Regions from separate parts of the Sus scrofa genome. Here region 2 is linked to region 1. A link is a contact called in public Hi-C data. All regions are on one chromosome and are shown on one strand. The core of a region is the stretch at or near the end of the contact, and the rest is flanking DNA. Distances in the headings are between cores, read along the strand shown.

Region 1 (6,676 bases), core at 1,526-4,025:
TCATCTGTGACCTACACCACAGCTCATGGCAACGCCAGATCCTTAACCCACTGAGCAAAGCCAAGGATTGAACCTGTGTCCTCATGGATACTAGTCGGTTTGTAACCTGCTGAGCCACAAGGGGAACTTCAGTGGCTGCTATTAATGAATATTGACTCTGTGACTTTGGGAATGTGAAGGTGCCAAATGGAAAGAGAGGTGGTAAGCCCTGATCTGTCTCTCCAAGCGTCCAAATGGGAGTCCCTGCTCCTGGGAAAATCCCCGCAGGCCTGCAGTGCTACCCACCCTGGCCGCAGGCCCAGCTGGCCCCACCACCAGTAACACCAGCCCTGAGCACCAAGCGCAGGCCAGGAAGGCACTGGGCTAAGTCTTTGCCTAGGTGGTTTCATTTCATCCTCAAGAGACTGATATCGAGCTGGTCTCTGTCTTGCTCCCATGCTGCAGATGAACAAACTGAGGCTCAGAGGGGCTAAGAAACTACTCCCCAGGGTGCACAGGTAGGGTGCTCAGACTCAGAGAAAAGGCATGGGTGCCTGAAAAGCTGTCCTGTGTCATTCAGCATCAAAGGGTGGATCTTTGGGTCCCTTCTTCCCGTAAGTGCCACTTCAAGCTCCTCAGCCCTCGGAGCTTAGCCAAAGAAATGACTCCCTAAGGGTGGACAGCGCCATTCACCATGGGGAACTGGGACCAGAGGAGGGTGGGCATGAGAGGTCAGGGGTGAGAGGTGAGGGAAGGGCAAAGGGCCTCCTGCCTTCTCTCTGCATCTCCACCACGTCCTCCTGAGGCTGCCCTACCCATGGCAATACATCAGATGGCTGACAGCTGGCCAACCCCTCCCAACCCAAGCCAGAGCTCTGGCCTCTGCTCTGGGCCTGACACTCCCTCTGCATGAGAAATACCTTCCGCTGCTGAGGCCCAGGACTCCCGGGCCACCATGGCAGCTCTTGCCAAGATGGCTAATACTCACCACTGGTGGCAACTTCATCACAGGGCATCTTGGTGGCGGGTGGGAAGGCAGGCTGGCGGGGTCTGTCTCCCCTTAAAATTCTACCATCAGCTTTAGAACGCTCAGGCACAAATGGGCTTTTTGACACCCAGCCACAATTTCTCAAAATCAACTTAAACACAGGCCTTCACTGTACGAGGCTGTTGCCCCGGCCTGATGGTGTCCCCAGCTCCCAAGTGAGACTCGAGCCCAGGGGGCAAATGGAAACCAGAACATCTGCTCCACGACAGATAAAGCCGGGCAGCAAACACGGAAGGTGGGCTCTGAGGCCACACAAGGGTGCCGCCCCACCCTGTCCCCACCCAGATCAAACCTCCGCCCCAGCCACACATGAGCCGGCCAAGGGCTGCTGTGCCAAGAGGCCGGCCGTGAGCCACCTTGTCCCCGCTCCACAGTCAGAAAGGGCCAGGGAGAGGTGGAAATTCCCACATGGCCCACATTCCTATTGAAGGGGCTCTGGTAGGAGCCAGACCAGGGGGAGGCCAGTCATGGGCTCCTCCACCAACCAGCCCCTGTGATCTTGGCCGAGGCCCTCTGCCTCTCTGAGATCCGATTTCCTTCTCCAGAATGGGAGCTGTGGACGAGAAATTGCTGTCATTCCTGTCCGACCTTGGGAATTCTAGAAAATCACAAATGCCCCCCTGGGTTCCCATTCTGGCTCACTTAGCCTTCTAGGACCGTGACCTTCAAACATTCTTTGATTGAAAGCAACACTCGGGACATTTTTACTTTGCCAGCCAATGCACAGAAAAATGAGCTTTATCCTCACAAAACACAATGCATTCTGACATCCTCTATTCTAGTCCATTTCATTTTTTTTTTAATTGATAGTTGGGGAGTTCCTGCTGGGGCTCAGCAAGTTAAGGACCCAACGTTGTCTCTGTGAGGATGCAGATTCTATTCCTGGCCTCCCTCAATGGGTTAAAGATCTGGTGTTGCCGCAAGTTGCGGCGTAGGTCACAGAGGCAGCTCAGATCTGACGTTACTGTGGCTGTGGCGTAGGCCAGCAGCTGCACCTTCAATTTGACCCATAGCCCAGCACCTTCCGTATGTGGTGGGTGGGATCATAAAAAGATTGATGGTTGCAGGATTACATCATTTTTAAAAACTGATGGCTGCAATGTTGCATATGATTACGAAAGGATAGCATGAGGAAAACGGGGTGGGGGGTGATGGGACTGTTGTACGCCTTGTTACAGGGATTATGCAGATCCCTGTATGTGTCAAAAGTTGTATAACTGTGCACTAAAAAAAGAAAACCAGGGAGTTCCGGTCGTGGCTCAGTGTTTAGCAATCCGACTAGGAACCATGAGGTTGCGGGTTCGATCCCTGGCCTCGCTCAGTGGATTGAGGATCTGGCGTTGCCGTGAGCTGTGGTGTAGGTCGCAGACGTGGCTCGGATCCCGCACTGCTGTGGCTCTGGCGTAGGCCGGTGGCTACAGCTCCGATTCAACCCCTAGCCTGGGAAGCTCCATATGCCTCGGGAAGTGGCCCTAGAAAAGGCAAAAAGAAAAAGAAAATCAGTTTTATCACATGTTCATTTCAAAAGCAAGGTTTTAAAACAAGAAAGAACATTGATGGTTGCAACCCACTACATTGATTTCATGACCCACCGAGGGGTTACGACCTGTAGCATGAAAATCCCGGCCCCTGAACCCCATGATGGTGGCAGGAGGCAGAAAAGGCCATTGATCAGGCTGTGGGCAGAAGGGGGGGAGAAGGGAGCGGGCCATAGACTTCACTTCCTGACCCTCCTCTCTCCTTCCCGCAGTCATTTCCTGCCTCAGAGGCCTCGGAGGGCTCAACTTGGAGGACTCAGGTAAGGAGGAGCCACGTGGAGGGGGCGTTGGGGAGCAGGGTGGCGTCCCACCAGGCTGTAGGGGACCTGTCATCCCTTTGTCAGCGTGAATCCCATCCTACAGAGAGAGAAAAAACCCTTTTGCGTGTGTACGTGCACATGCTCGCGTGCGCACACACACACACACACACACACACACACACACACACTCACACACACTCTTAAGAGGGCCACTCGCAGATAGACGCCCTAGAACATGCGAGTGCTAGTTCTCATAATAAATATTATTATGACTCACCATGCACAGAAAACACAGCAGCCCATAAACGCCCCTTGCAAAGTCCTGCTTCCTACCCAGTCCTGCCAGTTGCTCCCTGGTCAAGGACATGTGCAACCTCTCTAAGGCTGAGATTGGAAAGGGTGTGAAGTGTCTCGCCTTCGAGGTTGGACTTTAATCTTAGAGGCTAGTGTGTCCCACACAGTGTTCCATGGAACTTGCTAGATGAAGGGTAAGCAATACCACATCACCCAGCCAAGCCTGACAGGGGGCACTGGCCTAGTAAAGGCTCTGAGAAGTCCTGCAATGAGGAACTCTGTTAAGCATTTTCCAGTCTAGCCGTTTTCAGACTCACTTCACCACAGACCTCTCTTTTTCACACTTCCTGAGACAACATCATGCTGCATATTTTTGGGGATACATGTGGCGAGGAGGTCTCGAGAAGCCACTAGGCAAGCAGAAGAGGTCACCGGGGCCTTGGTGGGCCCTGGGCCAGGACCTGGAAACCTGCCATGGCATCCTAGCTCCAAACACTAGAAAGACCGTACCTGCTATATGATTCCACTTATATATACCATTCAAGAACAGGCAAAACTCCTCTCTAGGGACAGAAAGCGGATCAGTGACAGCCTGAGGCTGGATTCTGGGAAGCGGACTGTGAAAGGACAAGAGGGAATTTCCGGGTGATGGGACTAGTCTCAGTCTAGTGTGTGGTGGTGGCTGCAGGCGTGTATACATTTGTCAAATTCCATTGAACTCGTGCCCTTAGAATGAGGGCATTTCCCTGTATGTAAAGTGTACCTCGATCAAATTGATTTTTTTTTTTTTTAATGGATTTGGCCACCTTTCTTTGTTTGCTGCTTTCATTTATTACAGATGCATTTTCCTCCATGTTTTCCGAGATAGAGTGGATGGAATTGATATGGAAATGTTTTCAGCAACGCATTAGATAAAAACAAAGAAAATTTTCTCTATAGGATTCTTTTACAAATAACATTCATTTTTTTTTAACCCTTATTTAACACAAAAGTCATTTCACTGCAGAAAATATTTGGAAATATAGAAATAAAGAAAAAGTGAAAATTATTCATAATCATACAAATAACCATAAAATTACTATTTGGAGGTTTTTTCCTAAAAGTTCTTTTTCTAAAATACAACTATTTGTTTATTTTTTTTTATTATTATTTTTTTTTTATTATTTTCCCACTGTACAGCAAGGGGGTCATGTCATCCTTAGATGTATACATTGCAGTTACAGTTTTTTCCCCCACCCTTTCTTCTGTTGCGACATGAGTATCTAGACATAGTTCTCAATGCTATTCAGCAGGATCTCCTTGTAAATCTATTCTAGGTTGTGTCTGATAAGCCCAAGCTCCCGATCCCTCCCACTCCCTCCCCCTCCCATCAGGCAACCACAAGTCTCTTCTCCAAGTCCATGATTTTCTTCTCTGAGGAGATGTTCATCTGTGCTGGATATTAGATTCCAGTTATAAGTGATATCATATGGTATTTGTCTTTGTCTTTCTGGCTCTTTTTTTTTTTTTTTTTTTGTCTTTTTTTGTTGTTGTTGTTGTTGTTGCTATTTCTTGGGCCGCTCCCGCGGCATATGGAGGTTCCCAGGCTAGGGGTTGAATCGGAGCTGTAGCCACCGGCCTACGCCAGAGCCACAGCAACGCGGGATCCGAGCCGCGTCTGCAACCTACACCACAGCTCACGGCAACGCCGGATCGTTAACCCACTGAGCAAGGGCAGGGACCGAACCCGCAACCTCATGGTTCCTAGTCGGATTCGTTAACCACTGCGCCACGACGGGAACTCCCCAAATTGATTTTAAAGTTAGAGAGAGAGGAGGGAAAAAACCAAAAACAAAAGTAGGTGCTGGGTCTTATCTTGGATCTATGGAAACAAGATTTCCAAAGGTGGGCGAATTTTGCTGGGCCGTGGATGCTGAGAATCCCTTGCTCGCTACTCCAAGTTCCCTGGCTCAAGCCCCATCCTCTTGGGCCTGGTTTCCTAGGTCAGGAGCAGCACCAGCCTGAGTTTCTGCAAAGATCCTCTAGGGCCCCAGAGGACAAAGCTCACAGGAGGAGCCAAGCAGGCAGCCCACGGGCAGAGGGCTCCTCGCTGGGTGTGGGGCCAGGTGGGGAGGGTGCAGGGAGGGGCCCCCGAGAAAGGCTTTTTCTGGCCTGACCCCCATCCTTTTGACCCCCAGGGTTCATGGTGAGACTGAGCGGCTCCAGCTCACGGTGCCAGGGCCAGCTGGAGGTCAACTACAAGAGCACATGGTACACAGTGCACAGCCAGAGCTGGGGCTGGTCCCTGTTCCACCAGGAGGACCCCAGTCAGGCCTCGAAGCTCTGCCAGGACCTGCAATGCGGGCAGCCCTTGATCTTCACTCACTTACAGCCCTTCAGCAGGAGGTGGATCCTAAACCAGATCATCTGCCATGGACAACAGGTGTCCTTCTCCAACTGCAGCTTGACTAAGACAAACCAGGGGGACCCTCTGTCTCTGATCTGCTTAGGTGGGTAATAGCCAGCCCCATGGGTTCCCTGGACCCAGGCACCAGCCCTGACAAGGCTGCCCAGGGCCTGTGATCCAGGACCTGAGCAGGTACGGGAAAAGGGTTTACAAACACCCCCTCAGAACCATATGCTGATGGGGATTGCTGATGGGGTGCTGGCACCTGTCCAGCAGGATAGAAAACATCGAGGAGCTGGTTCTGCCAACTGCTAACTTCATTATCTCTCCTCAGCCTCTATCTTCCGAGCTGTAAAATGGGCTGGTACTGCCCCTGTCGCAGGAGGCTTAGAGACAACATGTGGGTCAAGTGGGCTTAATGGGGCCTGGGGGACCTACATCCTGAGCTCCAGGTCTTTCTCGACACCGCCAATTGCCCCAAACCCACCCCCCACCCCCATACACACACACCCTCACTCTTCCCTGCTCCCTCCCAGGGTCCCCGGCCCCTCCCCAACCAGAATGTCCCTTTGCAGAGCCACCGAGGACGACACCTCCTCCCACGACTTCCCCGCCCACGACTACTCCAGAGCCCACAGGTAAAAGGATGCTGAGGGCCCTGGGGGTGAGGGGTCAGATTTAGCGAATCAAAATGCAGGACGTTCAGTTACATGTAGATTTCAGATAAGCATAGGGGTTCCCGTCGTGGCTCAGTGGGTTACGAACCCAACTAGTAACCATGAGGACGTAGGTTTGATCCCTGGCCTCGCTCAGTGGGTTAAGGATCATTAAGGTGTAGGTTGCAGATGTGGCTCAGGTCCAGCGTTGCTGTGGCCGTGGTGTAGGCCAGTGGCTGTAGCTCCAATTGGACCCTAGCCTGGGAACTTCCATATGCCGCAGGTGTGGCCCAAAAAACAAAACAAAACAAGACAAAACAAAATAAATAAGTAAATTTCAGATAAGCATGAAAAGTTTTAGTGTAAGTATGTTCTAGCCAACATCTCAGACGTCACTGCCTCCCGGAGCTGTCGGCCAGTCAACCACAGTGGACGGAAGGCCCCACAGCTGGTCATCTGCGCTCAGATACTCTCTCTCCTCCCCAGCACCTCCCAGGCTGAGGCTGGTGGCGGGG
Region 2 (6,676 bases), core at 2,738-5,237, 120 kb before region 1:
AAAATGACCAGTATAGCTCACATGACATTTATAATGGATAGTACTGCCTTAGATTTTCTAAACTACATTTTCAAATTTTATGAATTTGATTTTCTTTCTTTCTCTCTTTCTTTTCTCTCTTTCTCCTTTTCTTTTTCTTTCTTTCTTTCTTTCTTTCTTTCTTTCTTTCTTTCTTTCTTTCTTTCTTTCTTTCTTTCTTTCTTTCTTTCCTTCTCTTTCTTTCTTTCTTTCTTTCTTTCTTTCTTTCTTTCTTTCTTTCTTTCTTTCTTTCTTTCTTTCTTTCTTTCTTTCTTTCCTTCTTTCTCTCTCTCTCTCTCTCTCTCTCTCTCTTTCTTTCTTTCTTTCTTTTTTTTAGAAAAGAATAGCTTTATTGCTTTGCCAGGCAAAGGGGAAACCCAGTGGGCCCAGGCCTTCAAAAACTGTGTCTCACGAATTTGCTTTTCTTATAAATGCTTCGTAGACCTCTAAGGAACACAGCCTTCCCCAGAATTTCAAAGAATGCTTATAGATCTAAAAAACTAGCTTATAAACAAAATGAATGTTAAGTTCTCTTAAGTAGTCTCATTATGTTTAGAGACATTGTCGAATTCTCTTAAATTTTTCAGCTTAAAATTTCAACTAGGGTCTATTACTTGATCACAAACATGAGAAACTCTAGTGGACAGAATTTTTTTTTAAGTTTTATTTTATTTTTATTAGAGTATAGTTGATCGACAGTCTTGCAACAATTTCTGCTGCACAGCACAGTGACCCAATCATACATACATATACACACATTCTTTTTCTCATATTATCTTCCATCATGTTCTATCCCAAGAGACTGGATCTGGTTCCCTGTGCTGTACAGCAAGACCTCCTTGCTTTTCTATTCTAAATGTAATAGTTTGCATCTACCAGCCCCAAACTCCCAGTCCATCCCGCTCCCTCCCCCGGCCAAAGTTCTTAAACATGACAATACAGGACTTTAAACACAAACACACCGGACTTGAACCAACTTAGCAAAAAGGGGCAAATACTGTGGGTGTTTGTTTATTTCATCACCTCTGTTGTTAAAATTCTAATTACCCTGGGCTTTAAAGCCACTTCCCAAGGACAAAAGCATGGTGCCGTTGCAGTAGCGTGGCTGATCCTGAGCAGCTTGGACTTTTCATCTCCGTAGCCCGAGATGAGGACAGCTTTGTTTGTTGCTGTTTTGCCAAAATAGAAGACACAACAACTGTCTCATGCTGCTGGCAGAAAGCCAGTGCCCTCTGATGGGGCTGCTCCCTCAACGCACCATCCAAGTTTTGAATCTTTTCTGTCTCCCTCCAACCCACAGGGTTTTGCCACTTGATTGGATTAAATGAAACAAATGTTTACTATCATTTTTTTTTTTTTAATCTTTCCCACAATCTTCCTGCCTGGCCAGATTCCAGCTCACAGGTACATGAATAGCGTATGGCAGGCAGCTGCCTGTTTCTCCTAGCTTAGTCTGTCTCTCTGGTCACGAGTCAACGACCGGTGGGGACAGTGAGCATGGCCGTCACCATGGTGGTAACAGGGGACAAGGCAGCTTCTAAGGTGCTGGGGCCGGCACGTTGAGCCAAACGTAGATGAGTCCAGAGGGATCTAGAACGAGGGAGAAATGCTGCCTCCTTCATTCAGTCTGCATTTATCAAGGTCTGCTCTGAGCCAGTGTCATTTCTTGTCAGAAGGCTCGAGAATTAAATTGGGCCCCCAGCTGTCTCATCCTGGGGAATAAGCAGGTGGCCCCAGCTAAATCTTCGGGACAGAGGCCTAGAGGGAAGGACCACCCCTGGTATGGGGCCCACCCTCCCCTTGCCTGGACCACCACTAAAACCCATGCCAGGTGCTCCGCCCAGAACGAGCAGACCCCAGTGGGGCTAGAATCCCCAGATCCCTTGCTGTCCCCAAGCACTGTGTTCTCCAGACCCTCTGTCAGAGTTCGCTAAAGCCACCACCCTACCCAACAATTGGCTTAATCCTCTTCCTTGATGTTTTAAAGTGCAAGCACGGGAGTTCCCCTTGTGGTGCAGCAGAAACAAATCTGACTAGGAGCCATGAGGTTGTGGGTTTGATCCCTGGCCTCGTTCAGTGGGTTAAGGATCTGGTGTTGCCATGAGCTGTGGTGTAGTTTACGGACAAGTCTTGGATCCTGCATTGCTGTGGTGTAGGCTGGCAGCTGTAGCTCTGATTCGTCTCCTAGCCTGGGAACCTCCATATGCCTTGGGCACATCCCCAAAAAGCCAAAAAAAAAAAAAAAAAAAAAAAAAGTGCAAGTGCATTTATTTCAGAGAAAATAAAAATTTATCTCTCCACCTCAAAGATAAAGCCATTGTACATCACCGTTGTGGTCGTGATGGTGAAGAATAAAAGCATCATGGAAACAATGATATTCCGTTTAGGTCAGACATGTGGTATTTGGTGCCATGTCAGTGACCACATAGATGTGAGCTTACAAATGTTACACAGCCAGGACCAAGGTCGCACATACACGAATACACAATTTTGAGGCTAACACAATGCTGTTTGCATAACAAACACATTAACCCACAGGACGGCCCCGTTGTGTATGTGAGGAAACCGAGGGTTTGTGAGGCCGAGGCCTGTCTGAAGTCTGGAGCTGTAAGTGCCAGCCCTTGAGCTGCGGTCTCCTGACGGACAGCTCTGTGTTCTTTCCGCAGGAAAAAGTGCCTGGCCTGGCCTCTGGCTGGCTGCCCTCAGGGCTCCCTCTAAGCCTGAGGCCTGTCCCCAAGATGTCATACCCTCCCAGGCTTGCAGCCTCCACGCTGTGTCCAGGGACAGCCCTGAGGTTGTCTCTGGGGTCCTAGGGCCCTGGAAGACCGCTCAGGGACAGATGGGAGCATATGGGCCACCTCCCTCACCAAGGCCCAGCCTTCATGGGTTTGCCGTGCACTCACACTGCCTACCCAGGCCAGGAATGAACCAAGTGAAGTTAAAGAGACACCATGGGAGTGCCCGTTGTGGCTCAGTGGGTTAAGAAGCTGGCTAGTATCCACGAGGATGCGGGTTCGATTCCGGGCCTCGCTCAGCATCTGGCATTGCTGTGGCTGTGGTGTAGGATGGTGGCTATAGCTCCAATTTGACCCTTAGCCTGGGAACTTCCATATGCTGCAGGTGCAGCCCTAAAAAGAAAAAAAGAGAGAGAGAGACATGAGCTAAAGGAAAACTTGTCTGGCAGGGTGTCCAGCTACCCACCTTTATTTAGCACCTGCTGTGTGCCAGGCTCTGTGCTGGCCCTAAGGTATGAGATATAAAGTGTGTGAGGAAGATGGACAAAGAGGGGTGTGCAATCCCGCTGCGGGGACTCACATTCGCCAAGCCCTAGGCATGCTCAGCCTGTCCTACCCTGACACTGGGGCGGTCACCCACATTTTGTAGGTGGAGAAACAGAGAAAGTTCTGTGTTTTGCCCCAGGCTGGTGCTGATGCCGAGGTTCAGTCCACGTCTGTAGATCTCCCCAAACCCGTGTTCTCCACCCCTGGGCTGCCCTGTCTCTAGGAGCTGGGAACCAGAAGAGGGAGGACTTGAGCTTCTTGGAGAGGGGACATCGCTGACCCAGGGGAGCTGGACACAGAGGACACGAAGGTTTTGCGGAGTTCTCATCATGGCTCAGTGGTAATGAACCTGGCTAGGATCCATGACGATGCAGGTTCAGTCCCTGGCCTGGCTCAGGGGGTTAAGGATCCAGTGTTGGTATGAGCTGCAGTGTAGGTTGCAGACGGCTCGGATTCCGTGTTGCTCTGGCTGTGGTGTAGGCTGGCAGCTGCAGCTCTGTTTCGACTCGACCCCTATCCTGGAAACTTCCATATGCCTCGGGTGCGGCCCTGGGAAAAAAAAAAAAAAAAAAAGAAGGCTTTTGCATACAAAAGAAAGATGGCGACATCCTAGGCATGAATTTGTTTTTTTAAAATGAGTGCAGGCAAACTTGGTGACATAGATGTGCTGTGCCGGTATCTACTTCCTGGTTTTGGTCATTTGCTCTGGTTACAGAAAATGTCACCATCGGGGGAAGCTGGGCGCCTGAGATGCGTCTATGCTATCTCTGCAACTCTTTGTGAGTCTATACTTTCAAAAGAAAAAGTTAAAGGGAAAAGAAAAAGGCATTTCAGGCACACGGGCCCACTTGGGCGGAATCAGGAGAGCAAGGTGAACCCCTATGGCCTGAGGGGTGGGTGGGGCCCCAGTTCCCAAGGGCACTGGGCTCCAGGCTCTTTTCTTTCTGCTGGCTCATCCTGCTGTGTCGTGAGGTTGCAGTGAGTGCACCAGGCACAGAGACAGGCCCACTGAAGGCCCAGGCAAACCACTTAGGTTTAGCTTGGCCAGGCCAACCAGGCGACACTTTGAAAGTTCATAAACATTTCTTCGGCTCATCACAGCCCTCTGAAGTGTGATTTTTTTTTTTTAGCCCCATTTTACTGATTGAGGCTCAGAGAGGTGAAGTGACTTTTCCTAGGCACAGTTAGGAGACTGCTAAAAGATAAACTGAGGCATATTACAATTTTTATTTTATTATCATTATTTTTTCTTTGAATGGTCACACCTATAGCATATGGAAGTTCCCAGGCTAGGGTTCGAATCAGAGCTGCAGCGGCCGCCCTAGGCCAGAGCCTTCACAACACCAGATCCAAGCCACATCTGTGACCTACACCAGCTCCTTAGGCGACGCTGGATCCTTAACCCACTGAGAGAGACCAGGGATCATACCTGCATCCTCATGTGTACTAGTCAGGTTCTTAAGCTGCTGAGCCACAACGGGAACCCGGAAATTTTCAAGGGGGCAAACATGGATTCGAATCAGCAGCATACAATCTATCAGGTAGAAAGAACGGATGCAAAGGGAGGGGTTTATAAGCAGAAGGTGGTGGGAGCAATGAAGTTACACCAGGCAGAAAAGCTGGTTATGGCAAAGTTACTCTCTTTTAGGGTCTATCAGGCAAAGGACCTAATTCATGCTGGTCAGCAGATTCCTAATTGGCTGGTTTAAACTGCCATTTCTGGAAGAGCCAAAACCATAATTAAATCTTAAGTTCGATGACGTGAAGCTTAGCATAAGCAACTCCATTTGGGGCCTGTCGGCTTGTGTTTTAACAAGGCTCACAGACAACTATAGGCATCAGATCTTTAACTAGACTTTATGCCTCCAAATCCATGATGTTTCCCAGCCCTGGAAAATGGACAGTGTTTGGGACAGTGTTTGGGACATCTCCCACCTCCAAGGTCCCCGTTTTCCGGGGAGTTTTCACCTCATCCACCCGTAGCTGGGCTGTCACGGAACCTGGGTAGAAAAGAACCTTGAAGGTACTCATGGGTCAGAAGCTACTTCCTGGCCAAGCTTCCACTCTGAGCCTCAGTTCCCCCAGGCGTGGGGAACTTCCTCTTTGTAGCAACTTCCAAGCCCAGGGCTGGGATGAAGCTCCGTGAGCTGTTGGCTGTGAAGTGCTTGGGGAAATGCAGGGCTCCTCAGGTGCCAAAGCCCCAAGGTCAGTCCCTAGTGCTGTTGGGCCAGCGACCAGGACAGGAGCTCTTGAGGACAGTGGAGGGAAGCCCGGGTTTCTGCCCACCACTCTGTAAACTATTGCGGCTTGACTGTCTTGGCTATAAAGTGGCAGCAGAAAGGGCCTCCAAGAGGCCAGCCTGGGCAGAGAGGCAGGGCTGAAGGCCGTGGGGGCTTGGGAGATGCTAGCTTGGGGTACCATAATGGGAAAAGACCCCCTTACTTTCTCCTGCAAAGGGGGTGCCCCTGGGTCTCCACTGTGCATGGGGAGGGGCAGAGCTCATTAGAAGTTCCGACCTAGGAGAGTTTAGCTAGTTACAGACCCAACTACTATCCACAAGGATGCGGGTTTGATCCCTAGCCTCGATCAGTGGGTTAAGGACCTGGTGTTGCCATGAGCTGTGGTGTAGTTTGCAGACACGGCTGGGATCCAGTGTTGCTGCGGCTGTGATGTAGGCCGGCAGCTGCAGCTCGGATTTGACTGCTAGCCTGGGAATTTCCATATACCGCAGGTATGGCTCTGAAAGGCAAAAAAAAAAAAAAAAAAAAAAAAAGAAGAAGAAGAAATTCTGATCTATATGTTTCCAGGCCACCCCCTGACCACTCCATCATGACCCTGAGCTGGGCTGGGCTCTCAGGGCAGACCAGCAGAACCCAGGGAGTCCGTACCCAGAGGATGGGGTACTAGGCTGTGTGGGGACACAGGCTGTGTGAGGGAGTGAGCACCTCAAACCTGAGAGCTTCTCAGGGTGTCTTGGGGATCCCATCTGAGTGCCCCCCTTCCAGTTTGGAAGTCACCTGCTACTGAGCCCTGAGCCAGGGTGCAGGCAGAGGTGAAGCCACTGTGTCCTGAAGCCGATGTGTTCAAAGCCAAGCCAGGCCATCTTGCACAAGCACAGAGTGATGCTAGGAAAGCCAGAGCCACACAGCCAGTTGCCGACAGAACTGGGACCAGAGTTGCTTTCTGGTCACTGACCAACCCACCTCCACCAGCTGACTGTCCCTAAACGGGGCATGGGGGAAATTTTTTCTCTCCACTACGGTATAATTTTTTGCTGGGGTGTTCGTCTCTTCCAGGAGGGGTGCCCGGGAGTGGGGCCAGGGCCAGGGCAGAGGTGGAGAAGCATGTCCCGGACAGGGAGGAGCCTTACTCCCCAT

What was found. Hi-C and Micro-C count contacts between places; a contact is called where the count stands out from the background.
Region 2: a contact with region 1 is called in a Hi-C map of blood, with 5 times the contacts expected there. The contact joins two enhancer-like sites. A contact is called at or near these places in 1 of 5 promoter capture datasets (fetal liver) and 10 of 47 Hi-C or Micro-C datasets (alveolar macrophages, blood, embryonic fibroblasts and 3 more).

Annotation. Positions count from the first base shown.
Region 1 is chr2:10,657,125-10,663,800 of Sscrofa11.1, reverse strand. CD5 (CD5 molecule) reads left to right here. Exons shown (of 11, transcript NM_001244800.1): 2 at 2,778-2,825; 3 at 5,297-5,608; 4 at 6,081-6,143; 5 at 6,648-6,676. Among named protein-coding and RNA genes, the nearest start is that of CD5, 13 kb to the left of the region's middle. Within about 2 kb of position 2,775, at least 6 of the 83 cell types and tissues checked have an H3K27ac peak or open chromatin away from gene starts, as enhancers often do.
Region 2 is chr2:10,774,997-10,781,672 of Sscrofa11.1, reverse strand. The region is part of intron 1 of CD6 (T-cell differentiation antigen CD6); the gene reads left to right. Among named protein-coding and RNA genes, the nearest start is that of CD6, 7.2 kb to the left of the region's middle. Within about 2 kb of position 3,987, at least 6 of the 83 cell types and tissues checked have an H3K27ac peak or open chromatin away from gene starts, as enhancers often do.